2 separate regions of the Mus musculus genome follow, and region 1 is linked to region 2. The links are chromatin contacts, called in public ChIA-PET maps. All regions are on one chromosome and are shown on one strand. Each heading gives the region's core, a stretch centred on a gene start, on an enhancer-like site or on the middle of the called end of the contact. The rest is flanking DNA. Distances are from core to core; before and after follow the strand shown. Region 1 overlaps 4930565D16Rik (RIKEN cDNA 4930565D16 gene). Region 2 overlaps Fhdc1 (FH2 domain containing 1).

What was found. ChIA-PET counts read pairs in DNA pulled down with a chosen protein or histone mark.
Region 1: a contact with region 2 is called in an SMC1A ChIA-PET map of the G1E-ER4 cell line, with 22 read pairs. The contact joins two enhancer-like sites. A contact is called at or near these places in 1 of 15 datasets of contacts at CTCF or cohesin (the G1E-ER4 cell line), 69 of 484 Hi-C or Micro-C datasets (the AML12 cell line, the C2C12 cell line, the G1E-ER4 cell line and 40 more), 22 of 115 datasets of contacts at active chromatin or transcription factors (CD8 T cells, the HPC-7 cell line, the NIH/3T3 cell line and 16 more) and 5 of 9 other capture datasets (adipose tissue, embryonic stem cells, embryonic tail and 2 more).

The regions. Positions count from the first base shown.
Region 1 is chr3:84,349,308-84,356,310 of GRCm38.p6, forward strand. It overlaps 4930565D16Rik (RIKEN cDNA 4930565D16 gene), which reads right to left. Exons shown (of 4, transcript NR_040752.1): 4 at 69-800. Among named protein-coding and RNA genes, the nearest start is that of 4930565D16Rik, 27 kb to the right of the region's middle. Within about 2 kb of position 3,489, at least 11 of the 459 cell types and tissues checked have an H3K27ac peak or open chromatin away from gene starts, as enhancers often do. A contact at or near this core is called in the G1E-ER4 cell line, the HPC-7 cell line and granulosa cells, where this site is marked.
Region 2 is chr3:84,457,715-84,464,959 of GRCm38.p6, forward strand. Fhdc1 (FH2 domain containing 1) reads right to left here. Exons shown (of 12, transcript NM_001205355.1): 4 at 6,558-6,660. Among named protein-coding and RNA genes, the nearest start is that of Fhdc1, 18 kb to the right of the region's middle. Within about 2 kb of position 3,532, at least 87 of the 459 cell types and tissues checked have an H3K27ac peak or open chromatin away from gene starts, as enhancers often do. A contact at or near this core is called in the G1E-ER4 cell line, the HPC-7 cell line and granulosa cells, where this site is marked.

The DNA of each region.
Region 1 (7,003 bases), core at 2,239-4,738, 110 kb before region 2:
GCATCATGGGTAGAGCTGTGCTGTAACCACACCGCCTTGATCCAGATTGGCGACCACTATGCCTCCGTACCGCGGAAAGTGAGTTTATTTGGACATCTGATCAAAGTGAGATCATCGAGACTATGCCCTAATCAGATATGATTGATATGGCAAAGGGGAAAGTTAAGACACAGAGGCATACATCAGAGAATGCCGCACGAAATGTCCATCCCTGAGCCCATAAGAGACAGCTGGGACAAATCGGGGGCTCCCAAAATATTCCTCCGAAGCACTGGTTTCTGGAGCAGCTAAGCCCAGAGGGGGAGTGAGAGCTGCCACCTGAGTCTGAAGCATTGTTTGATGCAGGGCATGGTTGCGCTTTCAAACACATCTTGAGAATAAGTTGGTACACGGATTTAAGAGATTCTACCTTCGCTTCTAACCCTTGATCTTCCTCCTGAACTGCTCAGCTTCAAGTTCAGGCTGTGTTTTTCTTTCGTGTTGTTATTGGATCGTAGCGATGAAGAAGCCCACGCCTCTGAACCCACCTTGCTAACCACAGTCTCTCTTCCTGCCTCTTTCCCACAGTTTCTGCCATCAATTTTGTTGGGTTTGCATGGGAAGGTACGTGTGGCGGGTGAACTCTGAGCGTGTTTGCCTTGCAGGTGGAGGCTTGTTGGAGGAGGAGGCGTAGGAGGGGTGTGCCCAGGGTGGAGATCATGGTTGGCTTCATGTGAGCAAGCTGGGGAGGGTCTATGGACTCTTGAAGGAACCTTGACATACGAATGCTGTGTTTTCTCCTTTTGCAGTCCCTGTGTGTTCTGAAAGAAACAGCACATTTGGAAAATAGATTCGAACTTTATAGGTCAGTTGAAAACTTTGGGCCACTGGACACCAGTGTTGGCCTGACCATCCCAAGAAAGGGCCTCATGCTCTAACAGGGTCTCAATCCTGACTGCCCACACCTGTGGAAGGAACCCAGAAAGCAGGTCTTGGAGACAGCGAAAGCACACTGGAAGTTGACCTAGTGTGACATTATACTCCTAATGGGTGTGTAAGGGGAAGGGGGAGGTAGTCTCCTTTGAGGTCCCATCTGTGCTGAGTGGCTAAAGAGAAGGTGATGTAATTAGGAATCTGCAGACTTCCAACTGCTGTAACACTGTGTGAATAATCCTGATAATGGCCCTCTACTCAGCAAGGGTGGCATTCAGATAAGCAGATTGCCACAGCGCTCCTGTCAGCTTAAGTTAACAGCACCTTCGATTGCCATCTGACATGACGTAACGCACCACCGTGACAGACATGTCCCTGTTGGACCTGCTAGGCCTAGGGAGAGATGATGAAACAGGGGCCCGTCTTGATGGAAAGCCTCCTTAGGAGAGGCTTGGCCTATTTTCATCCTCTGTGCTCCTGGGCAGCACTGTCATCAGTGCCTAGGCCAGCAGCAAGGACAGATGGACAGAGGCCTCAGTGTCCAAGGGAATGTCAGGGCTTCTTTCTTGTAAGGGGGCTTATGCAGAGGGACAAAGGGCTGTCCTGCAAAATGGCTACACCTTGGTTCATCAGCCAGTCTCACAGTCACCAAGCTCCGTGTTTCACACACAATGAACGAGACTTCCTGTCAGTTTTCCAGATTTTCCCTTCTCGTTTTTGGTAGTCAACTCCAGAGATCTTGGGTAACCCAGCCATCTCTGCACTCCCAACCTGTATGTTTTGACAGGCTTCACCCACACTCCCTGTTCTAAGGAGAGTTTCATAGGCCAGGCCTGGCTGTGAGAATCCATCCAGGCACAAGGATAGGCTCTGATCGGGGCCAGGCAGAGACATTTGCAGGAATTTTTGTCCCAGCCATGACAAAGAGGTTGTTAAAATAGCGTGGCTAATCTAGAATGGCCCAGGAAGCACTCCTGCCCCGTGGGAGATGAGGCTGACCGACAGGAGAAGAAAGCCAAGCAGATCTGGGGAGAGTCCTGGAGAGGGCTCACAAAGAATGAAAATATACAGTTGAATACATACACATACAACACACACACACACACACACACACACACACACACACATACACACACACACAGTTGAAAAATATGGAACCACTTCCATACTTTTTACACAACCAAGTTGTATCTAGATGCTTGAGTAGATGCTAAAAGTTGAAGGCCATTTTCTTCTCCACTCCCTACCCACTCCTGGGTTGTCCCTCCATCATTTGTTACTGTCAAGAATGGCCCCAGAGCACAGGTACCACCATAGTGTTCTCATATGCAGCTCTCTGGTCCTTACATCCTGAGAGACTGACAGGCCGATTCTCACAGAGGGCTCCTAGTCTGCCCCTATGCCCCCAGTCTCCTCAGCAGCCCCTCCTGCTCTCTTTCTACCGTCTCCATGGCTCTCTCTTTTCTTCCTTTCTTTGGCTAAGCATTTTGTTTTGTCATCAAGTGAGCCAGGGCTGCAGGTCAGGGAACAGAGGATGGGCTCCTTCTAGCCAGTCCCGGAACAACCCAAGCACCACACTGGAGAGAGGAGAAGTGAACTACAGTCCATTTTAAAACGTCTGAAATTGTGGTGGTGGCCGTGGCTGCTCAGGACTCAGGGCAAGTTGCTCAGGGCAGCGTGGTCTTCAGAGGCTCTGAGGTCTCTTGCCTGGACTTTGGTAGGCAGTCTGTGCAGCACACTTCTGCTGTGACAGAGGTGACGTTTAATAAGAAAATTAATCCTGAAGAGAAACTCTTCATGGACAGGAAGGGAGAATACAAATCAAGGCCACAGACATCTGGAGGGCCTGCCGCTATGGCCCCGGAGTAGCAGTCCCAAGGGCTGAGCAGAGCTTTTGAGGCTCAAATGTTTGCCAACGCAGACAAAGAATTTGCTTCCTACCTTCGAATTTGAAAACCCAAAGTTTGAGGTCATTGAAAAATTCAAGAAATAATACAAATCCTGTCTAAATTCCAATGAACATTTGCTTCACAATTTAGAAGAGAAATGTCTGAGTCCATACCAAAAAGGTAGGTGAATTAACATTGCAGCCAACAGAGGAGAAGAAAGGGTTTTACTGACAGGGATACTGGCTAGTAAATGTGTGGGAACTGTTGCTAAAAAAAACCTGGGGCCAGAAAGATGTCTTAATGGGTAAAAGCTGTGAATCCCCAGAACCTACATATAAAGGCTGGATTCGGTAGCACACATCTGTAAGGCCAGTGCTCCTGTGGTGAGACAGGGGAAGCACGCTGCCTGGAAGCTCTCTGGCCAGCTAGCCTGAAACAGACCACAAGCAAGAGATTCTGCCTCCGATAACAGTGAAGATGAGAATTGACTCCTGAAAGTTGTCCTCTGACCTTTACAGGAGCTGACACAAGCAGGGGACCCCACACATGGGCACATGAACACATATATGCCCAAAATGGTTTTAATGGAATTAAAGTTGAAAACAATGAAGGCTAGAGCCTGGAGAGTCAGCTCAGAGGTTAAAAACGTTTAACCTCAGAGCTGACTCTCAGAGGACCCAGATGTAGTTCCCAGCATCAACAGCAGGTGGCACACAACTGTCTGGAACTCCAGCTCCAGGGGACCTGAAGTCTCTGGCCTCTGAGGGTACCTGCACTCATGTTTACAGACACACACTCCCCCAACACACACACACACCTACACACAATAACACTGAGTTTTTAGATCACTTTGTGTAGTATGGAAATTTGAATAATATTACTGCCTTCCGGGGTATAAAAGTTCAACAGGAAATACCTTCCTACTATATCTTCTTTAATTTCTCTTAGCAATATGATTATAAATTGGGGGCCATCTAAATATACAGAATATCTGATGGCTTGGGATGGGGATCAGGAGAGGGAGGGAAGAGGGAGATGAACGGAGAACCTATGAGACCGGTAGGGAACGGAGTCTGCGCTGGTTGTAGCTAACGTGGCTTAGACTCTGTTTTCCTCTCCATCACCTCAGTAGGTTTGACCCCAACTTCTTGTGACTGTTTTGAAGGGCCTGTTTTCAGGTGCCAGGCAGTTTTCACGAGTCTGGACACAGTGGTTCCCACCAGCTGTGTATCTTGCAGGCCCCCTGGCCCTGCCAAGCCCCTGCTGGAGCAATAAGTAGTTCAGGAGACTTCTTTCCCCATGCACCAGTGGTTTTGTCAAACGAAATTTAATCCTTCCAAATCAGGGGGATTACTCGGGGTAAGCCATTAAAATTGTTCATTAAAATGCTGATGTCCCATTGCTGTTCTCCCGTGTGTAAGCACTCTCCCAGAGCCTGGTATGTGGTGCCACCTTGCTCTGCTCCAGTCTAACTCAGGTGACATCTAGGACATGGACATGACTTGCATTTCTTCCTGGCCCAGAGGAACCCTCCCTCCATGGTGGGCACAAAGCTTAGGAAAAGATGTGTGTTTTAAAGATACCTTCAAGTTCAGAGGACATTGGATAATTTGGAATAAATATATCAGAATATTTCTAACATGGGCAAAATAGCTTTGGCAAAGTATAAGCTATGGCCCCCCTGTATCATCCAAAATGAAAACCAGGAAACATCACAAAATTCTAGTAGGTGCGTTTTCCATTCTTCCACATGAAGAGTGCTGCCACACAGTGAAGACTGCTAGCGGCGGAACCCGCTGGAAGGACTCACCTGTCTGTACAAGAACAACACCTGGAGATGAGGAAGGGCTGAGGATGGGCCTCTGTCATGGGTAGTGCTATACACACAGCAGTGAGCTGGAGAGCCTCCCAAAGGCCCAGTCCCCACCCACAGCATTACGGGGATGTGGTGGAGAACTGGGGCCTTGTGAAAGAAGGGTTGGCCACTGGAGGTATGCACTGAAAGAGACAGTGGCCCAGGCTCTTCCTTTCCCTCTGTTTGCTTCCTACCATGAAGTACTGGGCTGCTACAGGCCCAAGGCGACAGGACTGTGCAACTGTGGATGGAACCTGGGAAGCTAAGACAAATACACCAATCTCCTTACAAGCTGGATATCGGGAGTGCTGGTGTTGGTTGGTGTCTTAGTCAGGGTTTCTAGTCCTGCACAATCATCATGATCAAGAAGCAAGTTGGGGAGGAAAGGGTTTATTCAGCTCACACTTTTCACATTGCTGTTCATCACCAAAGGAAGTCAGGACTGGAACTCAGGCAGGTCAGGAAGCAGGAGCTGATGCAGAGGCCATGGAGGGATGTTCCTTACTGGCTTGCTTCCCCTGGCTTGCTCAGCCTGCTGTATTATAGAACCAAGACTACCAACCCAGAGATGGTCCCATCCACAAGGGGACCTCCCCCCTTGATCACTAATTGAGAAAATGCCTTACAGCTGGATCTCATGGAGGCATTTCCCCAACTGAAGCTCCTTTCTCTGTGATAACTCCAGCCTGTGTCAAATTGACACAAAACTAGCCAGTACAGCTGGGATTTTTGTTTGTTTGCCGTTTTTGTTTTGTTTTGTTTTGTTCTTGTCGCCATCACAGAAAGCTGATGTGATTGATGTAGGTAAGCAGTGGGGAAACTATGAACCAGAGATGGAGCTGGGATACGCAGGCTTGCTCAAAGTGCAGCATATGGGCCACTTATCAACAACTGATAGTTTGGGAAGAAGTGCAAGTAAGTATCTGAGAAAGATGGTAACACACACTGTGCAATGAACCAGCTATAGGTATTTAGAGCCTTGTGGCAGAGAATTTCAGTGTTTAGAGCTTTCTGATCAATACAAGAAAAGCCCATGCAGCTGACTGGGTCAAGAGAGACCCTTCAGACATTGTGGTGTGTGTGTGTGTGTCTGTGTGTGTGTGTGTCTGTGTGTGTGTGTCTGTGTGTGTCTGTCTCTGTGTGTGTCTGTCTGTGTGTGTGTGTGTGTGTGTGTGTGTGTGTACTTGCTGAAGACTGAACTGGGAGCTGTGGTGTACTAAGTTTGTGTTCTTTCACTGAATTACATCCTAGAGCCCATCACTGAGCATCCACGATGATCCAGGTGCCTTATACATCTACCTGAATCTTTCCCAAAACCCAAGAAGCAGAGTCACCTTCGCTCCAGTTCCCAGGAATGAAAATCTTTTGTCGGAATAGGATAGAGAAGCAGGATGTGGAACTGAGGCCTGTGTGAAGTCAGGGGGCAGCTCTCTCTTCTCCAGGATGCCATCTCTTCTCCCGGATGGTGTAACCACCTGGAGCCACACAATGAACTGTGGAATGGCTACAGACACAGAAAGAAAAGGAAAGTCGTGGGGGGAATGCATAGGGGTACTGACCAGAGCATGAGGGTGAGGAGGTTTCCGGGGTGAAAGATTTCACTGAGTAAGATCTTGTTGGCACTATGATAGCTTTTTAGATGGAGCAAGGAAAAGATCACAATGTTGTCCCCTCGCGGTGATGTGACAATCCAGGGTGAAATGTTATAGACATGCACAAATATGTATAATTAAGGAAAGAACTCAACACATGCTACAAAGCACAGGTTCGAGGAGACAATCTAAGTTGTAGGATCCAGGCATTGCAGCAGAGGAAATGCTGGCTCTGGCCTTGAAGACATGGATACAGCTTTGGGGATAAAGAGGAGAGCTGGGCAGTGGTGGTGCACACCTTTAATTCCAGCACTTGGGAGACAGAGGCAGGCAGATTTCTGAGTTCGAGGCCAGCCTGGTGAGTGAGCTCCAGAACAGCCAGGGCTATACAGAGAAACCGAGAGAGAGAGAGAGAGAGAGAGAGAGAGAGAAGAGGAGAGTGAGCTACACACGCTGATGTTTCCTCTGAATCATTCTTGGCTGTTGGGGGGCCTGGCCTGGATATTCTAGAAGATGTAGCCACAGCCCTGGCTCCTCCCACACAGGGGGTGGAGCTCCCTACTGCGCTTGCCAGAGCGATTGCTAAATGTCCCCTGGAGGGCAGCCTTCACGGAGAAACACTGGCTTGATCTGAGAGGACTGTGTGAGAATCTGAGTGTTTGGGAATAAAGAGGTGCCTGTGTTTGCTCGGTTGAAAATGTGTTTCTTGGAACAGTGGTATCTTGTGAGATAATGGTGGCCCCTTAAATGGGATT
Region 2 (7,245 bases), core at 2,282-4,781:
ACCCTGCTAAGGTGCTAGAGGCTCAGTGCTAGATGCTCGGTGCTAGATGCTCGGTGCTAGATGCTCAGTGCTAGATGCTTGGTGCTTGATGCGGTAGCCCATGCTGAAGAACCCAGTGGAGTGATGGAGGAGACTTCCTAAATTCTAAAGGCACACTAGTGACCTCCACACCAAGAGAATGAGCACAGCCTCGTACAAGCAAGGCGGCACCCTTGCCTTCCCTGAGGAAAGGGCGGGGAACGTTCCCTGCGAAGGCCACACATTTTCTGGCCTCTGCCTCTTGGCTTTCTATAAAGTCCAAGAGTGCCTTGGGAACCAGTGAGGAAAAAAAAAATCTTTTTTTGTTTTGTTTGTTTGTTGGTTTTCTTTTCATGGTCAAACTAAATAAACTCATCCCCCCTCCCCCTTTACTAATTTCTTTCAGGACAAGGCGACAGACTGTGAATCTAAGCAACTGTTGTTTTTGTGTTCTTTTTATATAGGGTTTTACTATTTAACCTAAGATAACCTTAAACTTTTGATGTTCTTACCTCAGCCTTCTGGATTCTAGGATTTCAGGTTCATGTCATCTTGCCTGGCTTCTCCTCACCCCCCACCCCCACCCCCAGTGCTGGAAGATAGAACCCAGCGCCTGGACATGGGTAGCACATGTTCTCCCACTGGGCTAGCCTAGACTATGCTATCAGATGAGTACAGGTTGGACCTCCTACAGGTAGTCAAAAAGCTCCAACTGGCTGGGCAGTGGTGGCGCACGCCTTTAATCCCAGCACTCAGGAGGCAGAGGCAGGAGGATTTCTGAGTTCCAGGCCAGCCTAGTCTATAGAGTGAGTTCCAGGACAGCCAGGGCTACACAGAGAAACCCTGTCTCGGGGAAAAGAAAAAAAAAAAAAAACCTTCAACTGAACAATAGATGTTAAGATGTCTGCCTATGATGTAGCTAAGCTATAGAACAGGCCTAGATGTCGATCAGCAGGTGATAGAAACAGAAGCTACAGAGTTATACTGAGTGGAGCATCACTCATCTATAGACAAGAGTCTCTCAGAACAGAATGGATGGACCCAGATGGCACTACGGTAAAATGGAGTGAGCCTGCTGCTGAACAGCACGCACAGAACACTGTCTGTCCTATACAGAAGCTAAGAAACGTCTTGACTGTAGGAAGGAAATTAGGAAGCTTGCCCAGGGGAGGGAGGACATGGGCAAAGGGAGCTGGATTTGATCAGCTCACTCTGCCATGCACATGATACAGAACCAACCCCCTATAAGATGTGTAGATCCTCCTGCGCACACATGCGAGAGAGAGCATTCTCTCTCTCTCTCTCTCTCTCTCTTTCTCTCTCTCTCTCTCTCTCTCTCACACACACACACACACACACACACACACACACACACGAAAAAGAGATAGGAAGGTCTCTGTAAACTAAGTGGCAATGCCACCAGTGGCTTTTCTTATTACCAGCTCCTCATTTTAGTTTTTGTTACATATCCACTATGAACAGGTTATTTTTTAAAAAAACAAAACAAAACAAAAAACCTAAATGAAGGTTTTTAGACACACACACGTATATACAGCAGAAGGACTGGCAGGCAGAGAGATTCAAAGCTTTCAAACTGATTAGACAGAAAGGTCCTGCCTTCTCCACACAGAAAACAGGACCAAGCTAAGAGCAGAATCCCTCCTAAGGTCACTCTTAAGGATCTTTATGGTGAGTAGTACCTTAGTCCTGTTAGTGACAGGCACAGCCCATGCTTGCAGCGAACTGCTGAGAGGAAGTGCTGACCAATTTGCACTTTCCCTTCATCTTAACGGTGGATATTCAGCCCAGGGTCTTGTAATGCTACACAGCAATGGAGCCACCCACCCAGTCACATTACACTTCGCAGGCTCTCTGCAAGTCTCTTCTCTCCCACTCTCTGGATTGTTATTGGCCACATGACTCCAAGCTCTCTGAAGCAATGGAAGCTGTAGCCCGTCCCGGTGGCACTCGGAACCGGTGTTGGACCTCCCTCAAGGCTGCTTTTCTCACCTGTTGCAGTTTTGCAGAGCTGGGATGAAGCCAGGGCCTCATGTCTGCTATGCAAATAAGTTCTGCTACTGAACTGGGCGGGATGCTTCTCGGTTTTGTTTGTTGTTGCTGTTTGCTTATTTTTCGGTTAGGGCAGAAAACAGCCACGTCTAAAACTGCATTTGCCCCATTTTCAGAGAGCCACAAGTGAATTTACCAATTTTTAACCTTGCTGCAACATATGGACTCTGAACACTTCCGGTTTAGCTCAATTGCAACTAGTGCCTGACTTGTGAGCAGAGACAGCCCTAGGCTGGATTCGGATTCCTCCTGGAGCAGAGTTGAATGAACAGTTCGCTATATATGGGCAGGGGCAGAGTGAGGCTGGACCTTTTTGAAGACCCTCTGCTCACTGTGTGCAAAGCTTAGGAAAACAGCACAAATTTCAGGCTGAAGCATGAGAATGGGCCATTCTAAGTAAACTTTTAAGTACTTCTCCTAAACATACGCTAAACTGTGACAGAGCAAGGATTAATCTCCTTCACTTATGCAGGAGGCCCAAAACTGTTTATAGATCTTAAAGGAAAGGAGATGGAAGACAGAAATTTAAATGTTGTGTATATAGTTCTTCATGTTCGTTCCCAGCAAGCTTTGTATTCATTAAGAGGGATTACGGTGCCTTCCCAGTGGCGGAGAGGCAAGGGGAGAGGTGAGTAAACTATAATTATTATGCATTCTTGTCATTATCAGAAATCACGCCTTAAACACTGCTAGGCGTAATTTTGCTGGCTGAGCCCAGGGCCTCTCATTATGACCCCTGTTGTGCCCTGTGGTGTGTTGTAAAAGCCAGAACATGCTCTTAAGATTCACAAGGCCAAATGGCAGCCTCCTCCTCCTGCCTCAATCTACTGGAACAGCCTCAGAGAGGCAGGACTTCCTGCAAACATGCTACCTACAGAAGAGACAGCAACTAAGAGGGAAGAGGGTGTGCTCGGCCACAAAGGGCTGCTCCAGGATGCAGGAAGCCCTGGTTTCTTCCTCAGTATGGGGTAGGGGGAGTATCCACCAGAGACCAGAGCAGACAACTCAAACAGCACCTTCCCGCTGTGTTCCTGGCACACTGAGATCGTCAATGGAGCAGTGGCCCCCAGCAAAAGCAGGGCAGGCCAGGCTGGACCACAACCCCGGCCCCTCCTCACCCTCATCCCCGGCACGGGAATCACTGGTAGACAAAAACACACCCCGAACTTTTATCGGGGGCCCAGCTCTTCCTCTGCGTGGGCTAGCTACATACTGGAAGAAAGATGATCAAACAGGCCACATAAAGGCTAAGTGGTGAAGGGCAGAGAAATCCCTGATGACAAATTAACCTTGGCTGCGGCTGGCCTGTCAGCTGAGGAGACGGCAGGAGCAGAAAACGGCTGTTTCCGCTCATATTTGTCAGCGTGCTGATAAGGTTACAGGAGGGTTCGAATGACACTTGCTCACACCGAGGCTGAGATAGCAGAGGTGATGAAAGGCTGCCAGACCACGTGGTGTGAGCGTGCAGTTTTGACAACCTTTGCCCTTCCTTCTTCCAAGGATATAGAGCAGAGGGCAACAGAAAGAACTGTTCAGGGTCAAAGAAACTAGGGTTCAAGACCATCCCTCTTGTATCTCCCTCTGCAATCCTAAGACACCCTCTAACCCCTGAGAGCCGATGCGATTTACAAACAAGGGGATTCTCCTAGTGTCCCTGTGAAGGGCAGATGAAGAAAAGGCTCAGAGTAATCACCTCCCTGGCTGATGGACTTTCTCTGTGCTGTGGATAAAGCATCACCCAGTTTCATTTCATCCCCTCCAGTGCCTGGCATAGGAGGGCTTCCGGAGAAGTCTAGTCCTTTCCTGTGCCAAAACGAAGAACTGTGTTACATTCCAGCACACTTAAGCATTTGCTCCTGTATCTCTGCCACGTTCCCAACCCTCTCTCATTTTGGCCCAGGCTCCTCCATGTCCTTAGCATATCCGTTCACCTCCATCATAGACCACTGGGGCTCTGAGACTCTAGAGAGTACCATGGGGTACAGAGCATTCTTAAGGCAGCTTCTGTTTCCCCTGAAGCCCCTCAGACAGCACCTACCCCTGGCAGCTCCAGGAGGGGTGTCCTGGTGTGTGTGTGTGGGGGGGGGGGTTCTGCTGAAGCTGAGTGTGGAGGGTGTGGTGAGCTGCAGCCCAGAGTCAGTAATGTAAACAAGATGAGGGGCAGGCCTGTCACACGATTAGACGGAGGTTGACCCTGCACGGGGTAGGGTGTGTGTGTGTGTGTGTGTGTGTGTGTGTGTGTGTGTGTGTGTGTGTTTGTGTGTATGTGTGTGTGTGTGTGTGTTGTGTGTGTGTGAGGTTGGGGGGGGTTATGTGTGTGTGTGCTTTGGCTCTGCAGACAGGGAATACAAAGGCACCTCAGGGGTCCCATCCCAGGCTTTCTTTCCAATTAGCTCACTAACTGGAACTGGGGGGCCTGGGAGACCAGGCTGACTCTTAGGTGCTTCTTCCTCACTTGCCCCACCCCCACCACCCCTGTACAGCTTCCGCTCCAGTGATAGCCCACAAAACTCAGACAACAGAAAAAAGATCTTTAAAATAGAGGTGCTTCGACAGCTATTGGCTCTTCGGAAAAACTAATCTGTGTTTTCTAATTTCATTTCATTTCTGAACGGAACATGAAAATTACAAATATTAAGACAACAGTGTCTCCCAGCTCGTCACAGCATAAAGCTGGCAGCCTCCCCTCACTCCCCGGCCTCAGTTTACCATGAGAAGCCTTGTGAGCACTTCCACCTGCACTGTCAAATTTGATAATTTCTTTTTTAAAGTGATGAGTTCAGTCAGGGCTGAGCACTCCGAACAACGCTAAGGAGGTCAGGAGAGAAGCTTTGCGGGAATACAGTTCCAAACCCACTCAAATCCAGGTCTGCATGCGTGCTAGGGAGGCACTCTGAGCTGAACGCAAGTACTCTTTCCTAAACGCAAATTAATTAGACCCTACTTAGTCTAGCAAAGATTCTTAAACCCTCATTCTTCATACAGGAAAAAAGAGAATGGACCATTGGTCTTTAAGACTCTTCAATTACATTAATAAATGTCATTTATTAATCTGGGCTTAAGTAAATTACACTTCATTTGTAAATAAAATCTGGAGCAGAGAGAGTGTGTCCCATTATCAGATATATATGAATATAACTAGAGTCTCCAGTTACCCACTAATATCCACTGTGAACTTAAAACCAGTTAACATAAAAAAAAAAAATCTATCCCTCCTGTTACTGATGGCATTACAGTCAACTTTCATAAGTGATGTCTGGGATGGGGGTTCAATGAGGAGTCCGCAGGACTTTTGGAAGACAGGATATGTGAGCCAATTACCATCTTTATTTGTTATTTGTTTTTCTTACAGCACTAGGGACCCACCAGAGCCTCAGACATCCGAGCGCACTTCAGCTACTCCTTACCTTTTACTTACAAAATGTCTCTTTTCATTTTTATTTACAGAAATAAAATCTTTTGTAAAATGATATGCTGTTCTATTTCAGTGATTATTGGCATACGGATATGGGTAATTTCTTCTTGAATTTTTCTTCAGAAATAAGGGTTGCCTTCGTCACAACTGTGGATGGCTTTAACGATTGCTACTCTAGAGCCAAGGCCCAGGGCTTTGGCTCTGTGTGTAAGGGCTCTTTCTAGCCTTTAAGTCAGGTGTGTGTGGGCTGAGTCTGACCCTTGGGGACCATGAAGCTGCCCTTTGACCTCCAGTGGAGTGCTGTCTCACTCTCTCAACCCCAACACACACAATAAGAAATATATTTTGTAAAGTTTTAAATTGCTATTCTCTTTTCTCCTATAAAGCTCCTAACCACCCAATAACTAACTAATCTGGTCTAAACAACACCAATACCTTCCTAGCACAGTACTTTCTGTGACCACAGCAAGTCCTCCCTTTTAGTCAGTTAGAATGTCCTACGCTAATACTCACCAACAGTTACAGTATTACAGTATCTTTATTCAAAACTGCTTTTCTTTTCCTTTTTGAAAAAACAAACAAACAAAAATCCCCAAAGAACAAACAAACAAAACACCCCAAGGTGTAGCTATCGTGACCTGGGTTCATTCTAAGCAAAGGTCAAATGTTAAGATGATGGAAAAGAAAACTGAACTTTATTGAGCTGCCATGTGCCAAGTACCCTGCTGGCTGTCTAAGCAGGACTTAGTCATCCTGGGAACCGGTGAGGTAAGGGCTATTGTCCTCATTTTACAGGTGAGGAATCTAAAGTTCGCAGGTGTTCACAACCTTGCCCGGGTTTCTCCGTTCCGGCACCGCTCCGTGTGAACAGACACTCTGAGTCTATAAGCCTGGCTCTTTCTATCGGACTGTCTGTCACCTTTTATTTTGACATGAGACCCTTCTGACCCTGGGAAGGACAGTACCCTTCGAAAAGGGCCGTTGACACCCAGTAGAACATAGAGCTTTGCGCCCCACTCCAAACACCCAAACCTGGGCGTGTCAAGTTCCTTACCTCTTCTGACTCCGGCAAAAGCTTAAGGATTTCTCGAAGCGTCTCTGATCCGTAATGCTCGCTCTTTCCTTGATAGATATCCTCTACGATGGACTGAGGAGACCTTGAAAAGATACGGAATTGCGGAATTGTGTCCACTGCCTGCCATGCCAACAGGGACACAACCCAATGGAAACTAAATCACATCCCCCTCCCCCCTCTGCCACCTGCTCCCTCTCTTCCGCTTGCTTCTTCCGGGTTCTGAGGACCTACCAGGGCCACTACTGAAAACCACTCTAAGGCTCCCTCCTCCAGAAAAAGTCCCCAGGAATCCCAGGAAGGAGGACAGCAGCACCAGCCACTGGGATCTTTAGGGGAGGCTGAGTGAAAACTTTCCCTGAGGAGGGGAGGCCCGCGCCCGACTGAGGCTCAATGAACAATGAGTGGGTCCAGGGGCTGGTGCGTTCTCCTCAGCGGTACAGCCATTGATAAGTAGCCTGTGTTCCTGTAAATGACCCCTCCACTCATGCAAACAACCATATTTAAACTCAGTAGGTTAAAAAAAAAAAAGACATCAAAATAGAATTGGACTTACTAGTTTGTTAGGAAAAACATTTTCAGGGGCAGCAGGGATGAGAGTAATAAGGGACCAAATATGTGTATAGGATATCATCAAAGAATTTAACACACACATTTAGACACACAGACA